5 separate regions of the Mus musculus genome follow, and regions 1, 2, 4 and 5 are each linked to region 3. Evidence: chromatin contacts called from public Hi-C, HiChIP or PLAC-seq and promoter capture Hi-C data. All regions are on one chromosome and are shown on one strand. Each heading gives the region's core, a stretch centred on a gene start, on an enhancer-like site or on the middle of the called end of the contact. The rest is flanking DNA. Distances are from core to core; before and after follow the strand shown.

Region 1 (2,700 bases), core at 15-2,514, 240 kb before region 3:
CACAGGCAAGCAAGTGGAGAGAAAGCGGGTCTACGGAGGGATGCTGAGATCAGAACAAGAGGAACCTTGAACTAAGTCCTAAGGAGGTTCACATTATTTATATAGATGGCTTAGGGACATTCATCATCATTGAGGAAATAAAAGCCTCTAGAACAAGAGTAGGGTATTATATCTACAGAACTTAGCATCAGGCAACTGCCCTTTTCACCCCATGGTGGGTAATACCATGCTATCTGAACACATTCAGTCAATTAAGAATACTGACTACAGGCTGCAAAATATCCCCATCATGCCAAAATGTCTGTGGAGTGGGTGGGGAGGGGGAAGAAGGTGTGATAATTAAAAGAATTGTTACTTGCAATGTCACAGGAGCCGACGTGTTAACTCCACATGCTGGGAAGCTAGAATGCTCCCAGCTGCCATGGGGAGGGAGGATTTTGATCCCTGGCACCACTCATTGGGACAAGATGAATCACAAATGTGTTAATAGTGAGGTTCCATGTCATAATGTGCCAGATGGAGGTGGTTACATCTCTGATTGATTGCCTCCTGGCCAAGACAGGGGTTTTCCAGAAGGCGAATGTCTCCAAATTGGCATCCAAGCTCTAGGGATCAGCAGGTCTTTATTATGGTCAACAAGGACCTGACATTCTCTACTTTATGAAGTGTGGCTGCCCCCAAGATATGGGCAGCCAGAACCAGTGTCTGGATAAAGAAAGATGTGTTGAAGGTGTGATTGACAACAGAAACAGGTTTGGGCTGGGCAGTGCTTGTGTAGTTAAGCATGGTTGTTAGCCAATCTGGATGCATTGGAAATGCGAGGATGAGAGTGGGGGTGGGGTGGGAAGAGGCAGTACAAGTCCTGCTTATGAACAAAATAAATTAGAGGGAGAGAGAGGAGGGAGTGAGGGAAGGTTGGAGGAAGGGAGGGGTGGAGAGAGAGAGAGAGGGAGAGAGAGAGAGAGAGAGAGAGAGAGAGAGAGAGAGAGAGAGAGAGAGAGAGAGAAAGAGAGAGAGAATGCTTCCAAGTCTCAGACCCCAAATCCCCACAGCAGATGAGTGTGGATGCCAGGCAGAGACCACAGGGCAGAAACGGAGCAAAGGACAGCTAGATGACCTTCCAGTTTGTTCCCTTGCACTCACTCCGACCATGACCACCCCGCCCTTTGTTGTTGCTGCTTTCCCTCTCTGTGCAAGCTTCAGACTATAAGCAGCCAACTACAAGGGCAATAACTGTGGCATCCTACTGGGAAGGAAGGCAGCCTCTCACAGTCTCTGGAGCAGGCGCTGGGTCCTAATACAGGACAGAGAATAAAGCTTCATTACAGAACAATGGAGTTAGCTGCCAGAGCCTACAGATTTGAATAAACAACAAATAAGCAACATCTGCTCCAGCATATGTGTATGGTAAAAAAAAAGTCACAAAATAAAAGAATTTGTAAATGCCAAAAGCAACACTAAACTGCCAGGGCTACTGTAGAGTGAATTTTTAATTGCACATGCAAAGAGGCAGGCTGCGGGTATTAGTCTCACATATGTCTTCTTGCTGCCAACATGGGAGTATAGATGAATTTAATTAAATAAGGATTATCCCTTCTCCCCAGTACAATTACTTATTTATAACAATGATAAAATTGCCTAATAAAATTGTAATATTTTTTAAAACAAGGCTAGAAAATACCCAGCTTTTTGTAAAAGTTGTTCAGGGCTATTTGGGTTTGAATATGTCTTTAAAATTAAGTCTATGCCTACTGCCAAGGAACAAAAAAGAGAAAGGGAGAGAAAATTAGAAAGGAAGAAAGAAAAAGAAAGGAAGAAAGGAAAGGAAAGCCACCACCACTCAACTGCAGGCGGCACCTTACCATAAAGCTTGCCACATTTAAACAAACAGAAACCGCATTATAGAGAAATATAAAGATGACAACAGATGACATGGGAATCGGCTTCTGTGGGGTGTGCAAAAATTAAGCAATTGGACTTGAATTGATGCCAGACAACTGAGCCATGGGACTGGGCCCCGACCGCTGCTCTCCATGTGTCTACTGGTCCTAATATATCTTCTGAACAGACAACTCCTTGAGATCAGTCCCTTCTTTTTGAGATGTGCTGTTGCATGGGTGCTGTTTCTCTACAAACATAGCATCTCTTAAATCAACCAAACATCAAAGGAGAGGAGCACCCCATTCCTCAGCACCCCATTCCTCTCCTCAGGGGCAGTGACATCTATACCTCAGCAATGCTCATGACCATGGAGGTTATAGTTGCTGGTGTGGGTTTAAAGCTGTCATGGGCAAAGGATGTGTAGCATGCTCTGGAAGACATGGCTGTCTTCTCAGGCTTCAGGTCTCTGTTTAATTTTTGGGTTTATTTTGTATTTTATTAGCTTTCCTGTACAAGGATTTAAAGTGGATGCTGAGGGCACCACAGGGAGCATGCTTCTCGGGTCAGTCCACAAGGCAACGGAATTTAACACGGCCAGGGCCTCTGCAGGGTTTGGCTGTGGTAGTGTGCCATCCGCACCTTACTTCCTGCCCCTGCGGGAAGATGATGAGAGAATGAAACTCAGAAAATGCAAGCATGATACCTGTAATGTGGCACCCAGGATGTGGGTGTGCAAAAGAGTGTACCAGAAGAAGTTCAAGGTTCTCAAATCCATGGCCAGGCCCTCTCTCAGAGGCTAGCATCTTTCTACTCATGTAT
Region 2 (2,700 bases), core at 8-2,507, 220 kb before region 3:
TAGATGCAGATACCCCCAACCAAACATAAGGTGGAGTTGGGTGACACTCATAAAAGAATTAGTGGTATGGATTGAAGACCCAGAAATAGATGGGAACCCCACAGGAAGACCAACAGAGTCAATAAACCTGGACCCCTGGGAGCTCCCAGAGACTAAATCACTAACCAAAGAACACACACAGGCTGAAATGACCACAGGGCACATCAGTAGGAGAGGATGCAAAGTCTTGATACACCACGGTGGAGGGATACCAAGGGAGGTGTCCCACTTTCTCAAAGGAGAAGGTGAGAGAGATGGTGAGAGGGACTTGATGACCCAGACAGGGAGCAGCATTTATGATGTTAATTAATTAATTAATTGATTAATTAATCTATTTTAAAATGCATGTATATATGTGATGCAGGATAAACATGATACAGGATACTTTTCTTGCTTCATTTATTCAATTCTTTTAACTCTGATTGTAGTCATATTTTTATTCAGTTGTTTGGAGACAGGGTATCCCAGGCTGGCCTCAAATTTGCCATCCTCCTGCCTTGGCCTCCTACATCCTGAGATTACAGACATATGTTAACATACTTTGGCAAAACACTAGTTTTGAAAATTAAGGAAAATGACAAAAAATGATAGAGAGACAAACAGACATAGAGGGGGAGCGGGGGAGGGAAAGGGAGAGGGAGAGAGAGGGGGGAGAGAGAGAGAGAGAGAGAGAGAGAGAGAGAGAGAGAGAGAGAGAGAGAGAGAGAGAGAGAGAGAACCCAACTTGTCCAGATTTTTCTTATTAGGCAAACTACCACCTCTCTCACTTTAGTCTCCTAATTTGCTCAACTTCCCACGTAATCTTTTTGGAATAATTGGGATGGCTTATGTGATATCAGTAGACCTCCTAATTGAATGTCAAGGAAGGCAGTTCCTTTTGACAAGGGGACCTCCAGCTTCATTGAGAAGCATTCAATTAGATGGAAAACAGATGCTTATTTTTGTCTTATAAATCTCAGTGCAGGTTATGTGGTAATTACTTGAAGAGCAGGATAACAATTTATATAATCAGCAGGACCCTATAATTACTAATGCATAATTTCTAAACAGCATTTAGCAAAATGAGACCCATACATACACTTTGTAATGGAAAAGATGTGTTTGACACCACACTAAATTAAATTTAAAATTTGCATATTTTCTTCCAGGAAACACACTAGCTTCATCTGCTCTATTTTGCTTGACTAATCTCTGCCTGCTTCCAGCTTCACTGAAGGATCATGGCAGCTGTGAGTGCTGTAACTGGGGGGGATAAGAAACAAGAACAAAGCAAGGCTCACTCTCTACTCTAGAATGTACATCCCAAGAGAAGGCCAGGAAAGCTGCACCCTGGCAATTTCTGTCCATGAAGAATCTGACATGAGGTTACAAACAATTTAAAATGCAAGTGTTAGTAGGAAACATTAAAATTATTCGCACTGATTTCTTTATTATTTGTGGGAAAAAACTGAGCCCTGTAAAATGGCATGACTTGTGCAACAATCAGCCCCAGACAGTAGGAGAGGAAAACGCCCATTCAGTCTCAGATGGTAAATCCATTCTCTTACACACGGCTCATAGAGCCAGCTCGACAAACCACACAACAACCACAGGGAAAGGGAATACTTTCCTGAAAAGTATTTTAAAATTTACACATATATTTACATTGCAGCTCAAACGCTATAGAAATGGATTGGAATTCATTGTCACAATGAATCTCCATATATTTTAACTGAGCTAAGCATTGGCTATTTCATTCTGTCCCTGAACGATCACTAATGAAACCATATCTACTATTGAATCCTTACCTACAATTCCTGATGTCAGGATAAGAGGGTTGCCAGTGTCTTCTTCAAAGCTCTGGACCTAAGATGTCAAAATACATCAATTTCACTAGAAATATTTTCATGACACATTCACTTTATTTAACCAATAAGCAATAATTATCAACTGATAACCGTGCAGAGGAATAAACATAAATTGATGGGGATAGATAATGGACTTCTGGGAAAAGGAGGAGGAGGAGATGGAGGAGAGAAGGAGGCATGAGATGTCCACAAAAAAGACTCAGCGAATTAAAAGAGTTTATGGGAGGGGAGGGTCACTTCTGGATGAGAGGATCAAGGCTTCTTCTTTTTGGAAGTTGTGAATTAGAACTCCTTTTGCTATTGAAGAATATTAAATATATGTGAGAAAGCTAGTATTGCTTGAAAAGCTTATGCACAGTAATTTGAGATAATGTAGCTGCTACATATTCACACACACACACACACACACACACAAGATTAATTCTATATTGAGGGAGCAGAGTTTATTTTTGAAATATTTTGGAGAGTAATAAATAATATTCTATGAATGATGACCAAGCTATTGCTAAAACAAAGCAGCAACTATCACCTTTAGACAGTAACACTGCTTACTGTAGAAGTGTGTCACCATATAGAGCTTCATATAGTGAAAATACTGTTGACATTTTGGACTATTTCTTTATAGGATTTAGGTTTAGCTCACTTTTTAGGATATAGTCATGAAGTCAAAGTTTTCACTTGAGGATTCAGAAGCAGTCTCTTATACTGAGAGCTGATTAGATGCACTTCCCCAGCATTCCTTTTGCTGGTTTCAGTAGATCAAACCAATGTGCTTTATCACATTTTTAAATGTAATGAGAAAACTCTCTTTCCA
Region 3 (2,700 bases), core at 39-2,538:
AAAGGTGGGATTTATAAGGGAAGTGCTAACACGACCTCAACCATGCCAGGCTGCCAGGAATTATACTGGGACCAAGAGCATGCTTTTCCACATTAGAGCCAGAGATTGTGCAACTGTCAAACAATGCGGCTTGTCTTTATTTGTTTGTTTGTTTCACTTTTTCAAAAGTTCACATTTTGCCATTTTCTGGTGTGCCTAAAATTCCATGTCCGTTCGGGAAGGAGATGTCTCAGAGGAGGAGAGGAGTGGAGAGAGAGGGCCCCTAGCTTTACATCCTGTTTCATTAGAAGGGCTTTGCCAGCTCTGCTTAACTGCTTCTGCCCTGCTTCGTTAAAAAGGCACCAGGAGGGGGAACGAGGGAAAAGGAGAAATAGAACAGAACACTGATGTTAAAACAATAAGATACTTAAGTGAATCTGGGTCTAGAGAAAACAATGTAGCAAGGATAAAATTAGTAGGGCAGAGAAAAAAAATAATGAAAGCTCCAAAAATTAAGGAAATTAAACCTTTGGTTTAAAAGAATAAATAAAATGTGCTGCTGCCACATGTCAAGGGGAGAAAAACAGCAGATTGAAGCGATGGTTTTCCTGTTTATTGTGTCTGAAAGGAGAAAGCACAAGCAGGTTAAACACCAGGAGATCAGGGAGAGGAACTGAGAGGAGTTAGTGGCTCAGCGGTGAGCAAAATCTAACCAAAGACTCACTTTAGCTCTACAATTGGTCTGTGTGCAGTTCTGTCTGCATACACTCCCTCTGAAAAGTTGCGGAAAAGACAGCAGCAAGTGTAAGGGAGCATTTGAAGATGTCTTTCACAGACCCCAGATGGATAAACTGATCTTTTATTCTGAAATCCTGAGAAGCAAAGAAGTCGGGAGTAGAAAAATACACAGGCACACACCCACAAGTTACATGCCGTAAAGCAAAACAGGGAAATAAGAAGCCCTTTGCTGACCCCTTTGTCGACCTTAATCTTGGTTTCCTTCAGTATCCAACCCCAGCTTCTAGTTCCCACACAAGGCTCTCCTTCCCTGGTACCCAGATGCACCAGGAGGAGCTGGTGATCCTTGCAAAACAACAACCCCACAAACAACAAAAACCTCTCTCACTCACACAAAAGCCCACCTTGCAAATGAATGGAATATTAACGACTGCCTAACAGTTGCACCATTGGCAGGGCGAAACACATCACTAACACAGCTCTTTCTACAGATTGCCAGTGAGACCCGAGCAGCTAGAAGAGAAACACACCTACTGTATGTAAAAGGCTGGTGCAGATTTTTTCCCTATCAGTCTAACCTCCTGTGTTGATGCATGAATGCTGGTACCCACTTACAGGGATGCCAGATGATCAGTGCAGAATGAAGGTCCCAAGAGAGGATCACATGGCTCTCTCTGCCCTGTGACGTCACTAGCAGATGGCATGGGTACCAGCTCTGGCAGTTGGCATCAATGTCACTTTTTAGAGATCAATGAGATAGTGCAGATACACACAGATCTAGAGGCTCCAGGAGACGATGCGACACTCAGCCTGAAAAGATTTGGAAGATCCAAAATGAAAACTGATTATTGAATGAAATTAAAACCTAAGGTAATATAAATAAAGATCTACTCAATTGATGCTGGCTTTGCATGCAAGTATTTAAAGATACAGTATCACTGTCTTAGAGTATTTCTATGTTCTTTGCCATCTATAAGTTCTTATCATATTTCATTCTTATGATATAATTATCACATACTTTCATTACTATTATGTAACATTGCAAATATGTGTATATTTTGTGTGTGTGTGTGTGTGTGTGTGTGTGTGTGTGTGTGTGTGTGTATGTGTAGTGAGGGGCTGGAGATTGTTAAATTAAAAGTCTCTGTTTTAATGTGCCTATTTGGTTGAAGACTTTAGATGAAAAATATTTGCTGCTTTACCCAACAAAAACAAAAAAAAATGCATTTTAAACACAAATTATTTTCCCCTTTCATTTGGGATTCTGAACACACGTGCACAATTGCAGCCAGAATCCGTGGACCGTCCCTGTCCGATATTAGCTAGAGGGAGACTTCCGTGGCTCTTAGAACAAAAACACTAGGAGCGGAACAGCAGTAAACAGACAATTACATTGAGGGAATTCTTAGATGTTAAAGCAGTCGCAACATTTGCTTTGATTTAAAAAAAAAATGCCAGTAATGTTTGTGAGTTTTTTTCCCATTTGTTTATAGTTTTATTTTCGAATGACTCTACTCCCCTTTCCTTTCCTCGAGGCTGGGAGGGCAGCACTCTCTTGCATAGTTCTTCACTCATCAGGAAAAAAAATCAATTTTAAATTTGATCTGATTGATCTTTTCTTTAAATCTGCATGTTCTACAGTCACTTATCTAAATTCCCAGTTTGAGGTTAACAGAAAATAAAGTTGGGGAATATTTTTTTCTAACAAAACCCCCTCCGTTTGTTAGCTTAAGGGAGAGAGAACACTTTTCGTTTTAAACATTGGTTTCTTTTCTATTTTGTTCTCGGGGGAATTAGAATTAATGAAGGTCTGCATTATTGTGTCCTGCTTTTATTTGCTTTAACTCCACTCCATGTGTATTAAAAATCCAGTTTAAAATCCAAGAGAAATAGAAAATGCGATCGTCTCTAATAAGTATTTTCTTTTATATTTTCTTTTGATAATAACTTGCCTGTATAAATTAAGGCTTCTGCATAGATCAA
Region 4 (2,730 bases), core at 192-2,691, 200 kb before region 3:
TCCAGCTGGCTGCCAGGACACAAAGGGCAGCCAGCATCCAGGGAAAAAACAAGTTCCTGAAAGTTAGCAGGCACATTCTTGGAACGTGTTGGGGGCCAGGCTTGCTCACAGTGGGGTTTCCAGATACACAAGGAAACCTTACACCTTCAGCACCAGCTAGGGGGAGAGCTTTCTGGTCCTGCAACCACATGCTGTGAGGCACCATCACCAGTTAGAAGACAGTTGCTCCCTTACCTCAATTTCAGCATCATGACAGTACACGTGCAGCTACTCAAGTGCTTTCCTAGACTCCTGATACTTTTCTCAATACTTCTGGAAATGACCCAACAATCTGGCTCTGCCAGTGCGTTCAGACACAGAACCCTTTGAGCTGCCAAGCTGAGAGTCTGAAGAAAATTTAGCACAGGACACCTGATAAGACTTTTAAAAGTAAGCCTGATTTTAAAAAAATGTTAAAAGGTTATTACAATTATTAGGCTCACTCACTGATTTCTAGTCCACATTCCCCACCTCTCTCCGCCCCGGGAGGCCAGTTTCTGTTCTCATAGTGCTTCTGTGATGATGTCTTGAATCTGCAGAAGCAGCAGCTGGCCTCCCAGCACATGGACCACTTGTAGAGAGTCTTGCCTAGAGCACCAAGAGAGAAACTGTTCCTTGGTTTTTGTTGTTGTTTTCTGATTTGTAAGATAAACTTCCTGGATGCCACGGTCGGGCTTGTCAAGGTCAAGAAGGCTTCTCTGGCCTGGTACCAAGATGAGCCTGAAGGAGAGGCACAAGCTGGTGGCTCATGGGGTGCCAGTTCTCACAGGGATTGGAACTCCAAGACTTTCCTTAAAACTTGGAAGTGGCTGCAGCGCTTGCCCAGGTGTCTTTAGGGTAGCAATCTGTTGACGGCAGCCTACACTCCAATTTTCTTGTCTTTATGTTGCCTGCTTCATTAGTGATTATCTGCATGGATCCTTGAAGCATTTGCTACCTCGAATGAGAACAAGAATCTGAAGCATGGGGAACACCACAGCAGGAAGGAAACCCTCCCCTATTATCCTAGATGTCCTGAAACTTCGGTAGGCATCAGGCTTAAGGTTGTATGTGCAATAGGTGGAACATACCTGCATCTATGATGCTATGCCACACCCTGGTAGCTGGGCAGTTTCAGTGCTACACTCCATCTTGTTTGGCTTTCATGCTTTCTCTACCATTTTCCCCCTCCAGGACCCCTCCTTTGATTTATAATACTAGCTGGAAGCCTTTGGAGAAGGTGAAACAAAGGTCAGCGAATTCCTGCTAGCCAAGGTTCCCATTAAAGTGAGAACAAAAGTCTGTTGATTTCATTCTCGTCTGTGGTTAAAATTCCAATTCTGCTTCCTTCTAGATATAATCTCTAGCCATCCGCCCTACTGTTAGGTGGACTTGTGCCATCTGAAGCAGCAGATACCGCACTTAACCCTGCACAATGTATTACTGAAGAAGATGCAGTCAGATCTGCAGAAGGCACTAATTAGCACCTTTGTTGGCTTAGAAAGCATTTTTTATTTTGGTTTTCCTAAGCATTTCTGACTGATTCATGGAAGACATTTGGTTCTTTGGAATATCGTCCAATAGACTAATCAAATTACAGTTCTGCAATGCTCTAAAATAATAACATTCTGTAGCTTTCTGCAAATTTAACTCTTGCCTGACCAGGACACTTTGTAGGGGTAATCCACAGTGTGTTAGCTTTGTATGGATAATTATTAACCCATGTTCTTACCCCAAACAGACTCTTACATATTGGCTAACACTTGCATTCAACATCTTAAAGCTATTTGGAATCATATTCTCATTCCTTATAGCCATTTATTTCTTTTCCTCCCATTTCAAACTTGACACGAGTGGAAGCCCTTGCTGCAAGCCTAAGTCTGTAATAGCTTCTGCTCAAGATGTAACAGCCATTCCCATAGCCAGGAACATCTGTTTCCTCGTTGTAGTAAGGTCATAGGTCACTCCAGTAGAGATGCTCGTCAAAAGTTGCTCAGGACTCTCTTCTAAGGAAAGACATGACATTAAAATCTTATTGATCGCAGACCTCAGTTACAATTACCCATTTGAAAGGAGACCGTAGATGGTGTTCCTATGCCAAGCCCATCCTGAGACTGCATGTGATTCTTCCTCTCTGGAATTTCAGAAATCTATCATCTGAGTACATCTTATTTAAAACAAAAATTTCTGTCTCCCTCACTGCACAAAACATTTCCTCAAAATGATCTCCTTCCATATGTGTTCCTGCATACATTTAACTTTCTTTCATCTCTTTGTCTTGTTCAAACTCCTTACTTTCATTACATTGAATGTTCTTGCTTTGCCTCACTGTTTTCTTAATTTTTCATTGACTAGGTCTAGTCTTCTGAGAAAACTTTCTAACCTGATAGCATCATCCTTGTGTTTATTACGACTCTTGTCTGACTAGTTTTAGGCCACTGAATTTACAGATGATCTGTACCCTGGTTAGGATTTCCATTTGCTCTAACAATTGGAGGCAGTATCAGCCAAGGGCTACCCGGTAGGACCCAGGACGGATCTAACTTCTTCTTCTTCTTCTTCTTCTTCTTCTTCTTCTTCTTCTTCTTCTTCTTCTTCTTCTTCTTCTTCTTCTTCTTCTTCTTCTTCTTCTTTACAGAAAAAGTACATCTCCATGCAGAAGCCTGGAGGAACCGCTCAGAGGATATGGAATTTGAGAAGGCCTCAGAGAAT
Region 5 (2,700 bases), core at 124-2,623, 160 kb before region 3:
TTCACTGCATTTACAACATGTTTTTATTGAGAAGCAATAAAAGAAATAAAAGGCATCATTACAATGATTCTCTAAAAAGGCAAAACAAACAAGCTTTTCTCTTAATTTCTCACTCCATCTTTCATATCTTGACTGAAAAGAGTTGGGAGAAGGATGCTTTAAATTATTATTTAGCTGAAGATGATTGAATAAGAATCAATAATTATAAAGTCAGTTCCTTTTGTCTTGAATGTTCCTCTGTAATGGCAACTAAAATAGGCCCGAGCCCCCAAACCAAACCAGAAGTGACAGAGAGCCAGAGAGCCATGACTGACTTTTAAAATACCTGCCAAATGAAATTGCTCTCAACACACACACACAGTAGAACACAAGTATGTTCTACTGTTTGGTTGGAACATTTAATTTCATTAGTGTTTAACAGATGTTTCATTAATTAGCAGTCTATAACTGTTAAAGATAAAGTATCAAAATATCATTCTAAAACTTGTTATAGAGTGGCAGATTCACATAAGCATCACCAGTTTAAAGTTAGAAACTGAACTTTCATGTGGGGTGTGTGTGTGTCTGTGTGTGTGTCTGTGTGTGTGTGTCTGTGTGTGTGTGTCTGTGTGTGTGTGTCTGTGTGTGTGTCTGTGTGTGTGTGTCTGTGTGTGTGTGTCTGTGTGTGTCTCTGTGTGTGTGTGTCTGTCTCTGTGTGTGTGTTTGCCTATGTGTGTGTGTCTGTGTGTCTCTGTGTGTCTGTGTGTGTGTCTGTGTGTGTCTGTGTCTCTATGTGTGTGTGTCTCTCTCTGTGTATGTGTCTCTATGTGTCTGTGTGTCTGTGTGTCTGTGTGTCTCTGTCTGTGTGTCTCTGTGTGTCTCTATGTGTGTGTCTATTTGTCTGTGTGTCTGTGTGTGTGTGTGTCTGTGTGTCTGTGTGTGTGTGTGTCTCTGTGTGTCTGTCTGTCCTGTCTATCGCTTCTCTGACCCTTCCTCCATTTCTTCTCTTTCCCTGGAATCAGCTAGCACGCATGCTCACACCATTCACCTGCGGATTCTTAGCCCCCACAACTCCAATTAGCATTTCTCCCAGGGAGCATTTCAACACCTTCAGCCTCCACAACATTGAAATCTTCCCATTTGTGTCTAGCAACCCAATTTGGTCAATTTCACCTGCATTCCTGTGAGCCTGTTATTCAGGTTACAGCCCCAGAGTCTCCACAGTACCAGTACGTGGGAAGGCAACGGGAGAACTCAGTGTTTTCTTTCAGGCTGCCGCAAGAACATGTAGAGTACTGTGACTCACGAAGTTAGCAAACAGTCTTACCTTCCCAGGCGGAGTAGAGTTCTGGGGACAAGCAATGTTCATTCTCCAAAGCCACTGCTCACCTGGGCCCTCTAAAGCTGTTCATCAACCCCTCACAGCTGTTCACCTGAGCCACCTCCCTAGATGCTCACCAGAACCCCCTGTCTCCCCCACATCCCTATCCACCTGCCGCAAGCTCCACTCCTAGACTGTCTGAAAGACATAGACCAGGAAGCAGTAGAGCATTTGACTAATCCTGCATGATATTTTCATACTCCACGCCCATTTGTTCTAAGGAAAAACTTGTTTTCCTGAGCTGAAGGAGACACTGAAAAGAGGGGACCTGGACAACACAGCTCCCTCAGAAATGAGTCTAACTAAAGAGGTTCTGGGCATCCATGTGCCCTTAAGATCCTCTGAGCTCTACTTCATGCTGCACCGAAAGCTAGGGAAGGGGACTATTGAAGATGAGCAACTCACTCTGCTCCTTAAGGACAGTTTGTGGCATCTGGAATGCAGATCAGCAGTGAGATCTCACTGAGGAATGTTGAGGCATTCCTCCAGAGAGGGTGAATTCATTCAAGGGAAGGGGGCTTTCTGGAGAATAATGCCCTCACTGGTTCTCAGGGCATAGTACTTTCCTGAAGAGTGGGGCTGAAGGGGTTAAACTTGGCTTAGACTGCCTGGAGAATGCTGAAGGCAGAGAGCACTAAGACAGTAGAATAGGACAGTGCCTTTGGGGGAATGCCAAGGAGTCTTTGTGGTGAGAACAGAGCATGCGAAAGTAAAATAGACTGGAGAGGCCAAAGAATCAGGGAGCCTGTCTAGTGGGTTGAATTATGACTTATGACTCAGAAATCCCACGTACGAATTAGGGTAGGATGATGACCCTACATCTTATATTAATTTTTAAGTTTATGTGTGGGTAGGTATGCGTCTGTGTATCTGTATGCCATTTGTGTGCAGGGGCCCATGGGAACCAGAGAGGATGTTGGATCTTCTGGAGCTGCAGTTACAGGCAATTGGGAGTCACCCAATGTGGGTGCTGGAAACTGAGTCTGGGTGCCTGGGAAGAGTAGTAAGCTCTCTTAATCACCGAGCCCTGTCTCCAGGCTCATTCGTGTCCGAGGTTAGTAATTTTCATATAGTTATGAAAGTAAAGCTTCTAAGGGAATAGTGACGCGTGCTCCTGTTATTCTTTGTGCATAGATGGATGGGTGGTTTGGTTGATCAAAAAGCCTAACTGGGGTGACATCACTGATTAGCAACTGCCAAAATACTAGAATAGTTAGTGTCCATTAATTTAATGGACCAAAACTGTTCTTGACATATCTGACTATTCTTTTGCCAGTTAAGAAGGGTCTTCAGAACCAGTTGTTTGGCCTGGCAGCAGCAGGAACACCATCCTGTGAAAG

What was found. Promoter capture Hi-C pulls out the DNA fragments that hold promoters and counts their contacts. Hi-C and Micro-C count contacts between places; a contact is called where the count stands out from the background. HiChIP or PLAC-seq counts read pairs in DNA pulled down with a chosen protein or histone mark.
Region 1: an H3K4me3 HiChIP or PLAC-seq map of embryonic forebrain shows a contact between it and region 3, with 7 times the contacts expected there. The contact joins the enhancer-like site here to the promoter of Neurod6 in region 3. A contact is called at or near these places in 10 of 39 promoter capture datasets (the HPC-7 cell line, embryonic stem cells, epiblast stem cells and 5 more), 1 of 484 Hi-C or Micro-C datasets (embryonic stem cells), 3 of 115 datasets of contacts at active chromatin or transcription factors (embryonic forebrain, embryonic stem cells and forebrain) and 1 of 9 other capture datasets (adipose tissue).
Region 2: an H3K4me3 HiChIP or PLAC-seq map of embryonic forebrain shows a contact between it and region 3, with 4 times the contacts expected there. The contact joins the enhancer-like site here to the promoter of Neurod6 in region 3. A contact is called at or near these places in 4 of 39 promoter capture datasets (the HPC-7 cell line, embryonic stem cells, hippocampal neurons and 1 more), 3 of 115 datasets of contacts at active chromatin or transcription factors (embryonic forebrain, embryonic stem cells and forebrain) and 1 of 9 other capture datasets (pancreatic islet).
Region 4: a Hi-C map of cortical neurons shows a contact between it and region 3, with 2.3 times the contacts expected there. The contact joins the enhancer-like site here to the promoter of Neurod6 in region 3. A contact is called at or near these places in 2 of 39 promoter capture datasets (embryonic stem cells and hippocampal neurons), 2 of 484 Hi-C or Micro-C datasets (both in cortical neurons), 4 of 115 datasets of contacts at active chromatin or transcription factors (embryonic forebrain, embryonic stem cells, forebrain and 1 more) and 1 of 9 other capture datasets (adipose tissue).
Region 5: a contact with region 3 is called in a promoter capture Hi-C map of the HPC-7 cell line. The contact joins the promoter of Itprid1 here to the promoter of Neurod6 in region 3. A contact is called at or near these places in 3 of 39 promoter capture datasets (the HPC-7 cell line, cranial neural crest and neural stem cells), 1 of 115 datasets of contacts at active chromatin or transcription factors (embryonic forebrain) and 1 of 9 other capture datasets (adipose tissue).

The regions. Positions count from the first base shown.
Region 1 is chr6:55,919,170-55,921,869 of GRCm38.p6, reverse strand. The region is part of intron 9 of Itprid1 (ITPR interacting domain containing 1); the gene reads right to left. Among named protein-coding and RNA genes, the nearest start is that of Itprid1, 84 kb to the right of the region's middle. Within about 2 kb of position 1,264, at least 22 of the 459 cell types and tissues checked have an H3K27ac peak or open chromatin away from gene starts, as enhancers often do. A contact at or near this core is called in embryonic forebrain, where this site is marked.
Region 2 is chr6:55,900,623-55,903,322 of GRCm38.p6, reverse strand. It overlaps Itprid1 (ITPR interacting domain containing 1), which reads right to left. Exons shown (of 14, transcript NM_001081665.1): 9 at 1,827-1,884. Among named protein-coding and RNA genes, the nearest start is that of Itprid1, 65 kb to the right of the region's middle. Within about 2 kb of position 1,257, at least 8 of the 459 cell types and tissues checked have an H3K27ac peak or open chromatin away from gene starts, as enhancers often do. A contact at or near this core is called in embryonic forebrain, where this site is marked.
Region 3 is chr6:55,679,851-55,682,550 of GRCm38.p6, reverse strand. Neurod6 (neurogenic differentiation 6) reads left to right here and starts at 1,288. Exons shown (of 2, transcript NM_009717.2): 1 at 1,288-1,587.
Region 4 is chr6:55,878,507-55,881,236 of GRCm38.p6, reverse strand. The region is part of intron 4 of Itprid1 (ITPR interacting domain containing 1); the gene reads right to left. Among named protein-coding and RNA genes, the nearest start is that of Itprid1, 43 kb to the right of the region's middle. Within about 2 kb of position 1,441, at least 4 of the 459 cell types and tissues checked have an H3K27ac peak or open chromatin away from gene starts, as enhancers often do. A contact at or near this core is called in cortical neurons, where this site is marked.
Region 5 is chr6:55,835,691-55,838,390 of GRCm38.p6, reverse strand. It overlaps Itprid1 (ITPR interacting domain containing 1), which reads right to left and starts at 1,373. Exons shown (of 14, transcript NM_001081665.1): 1 at 1,307-1,373.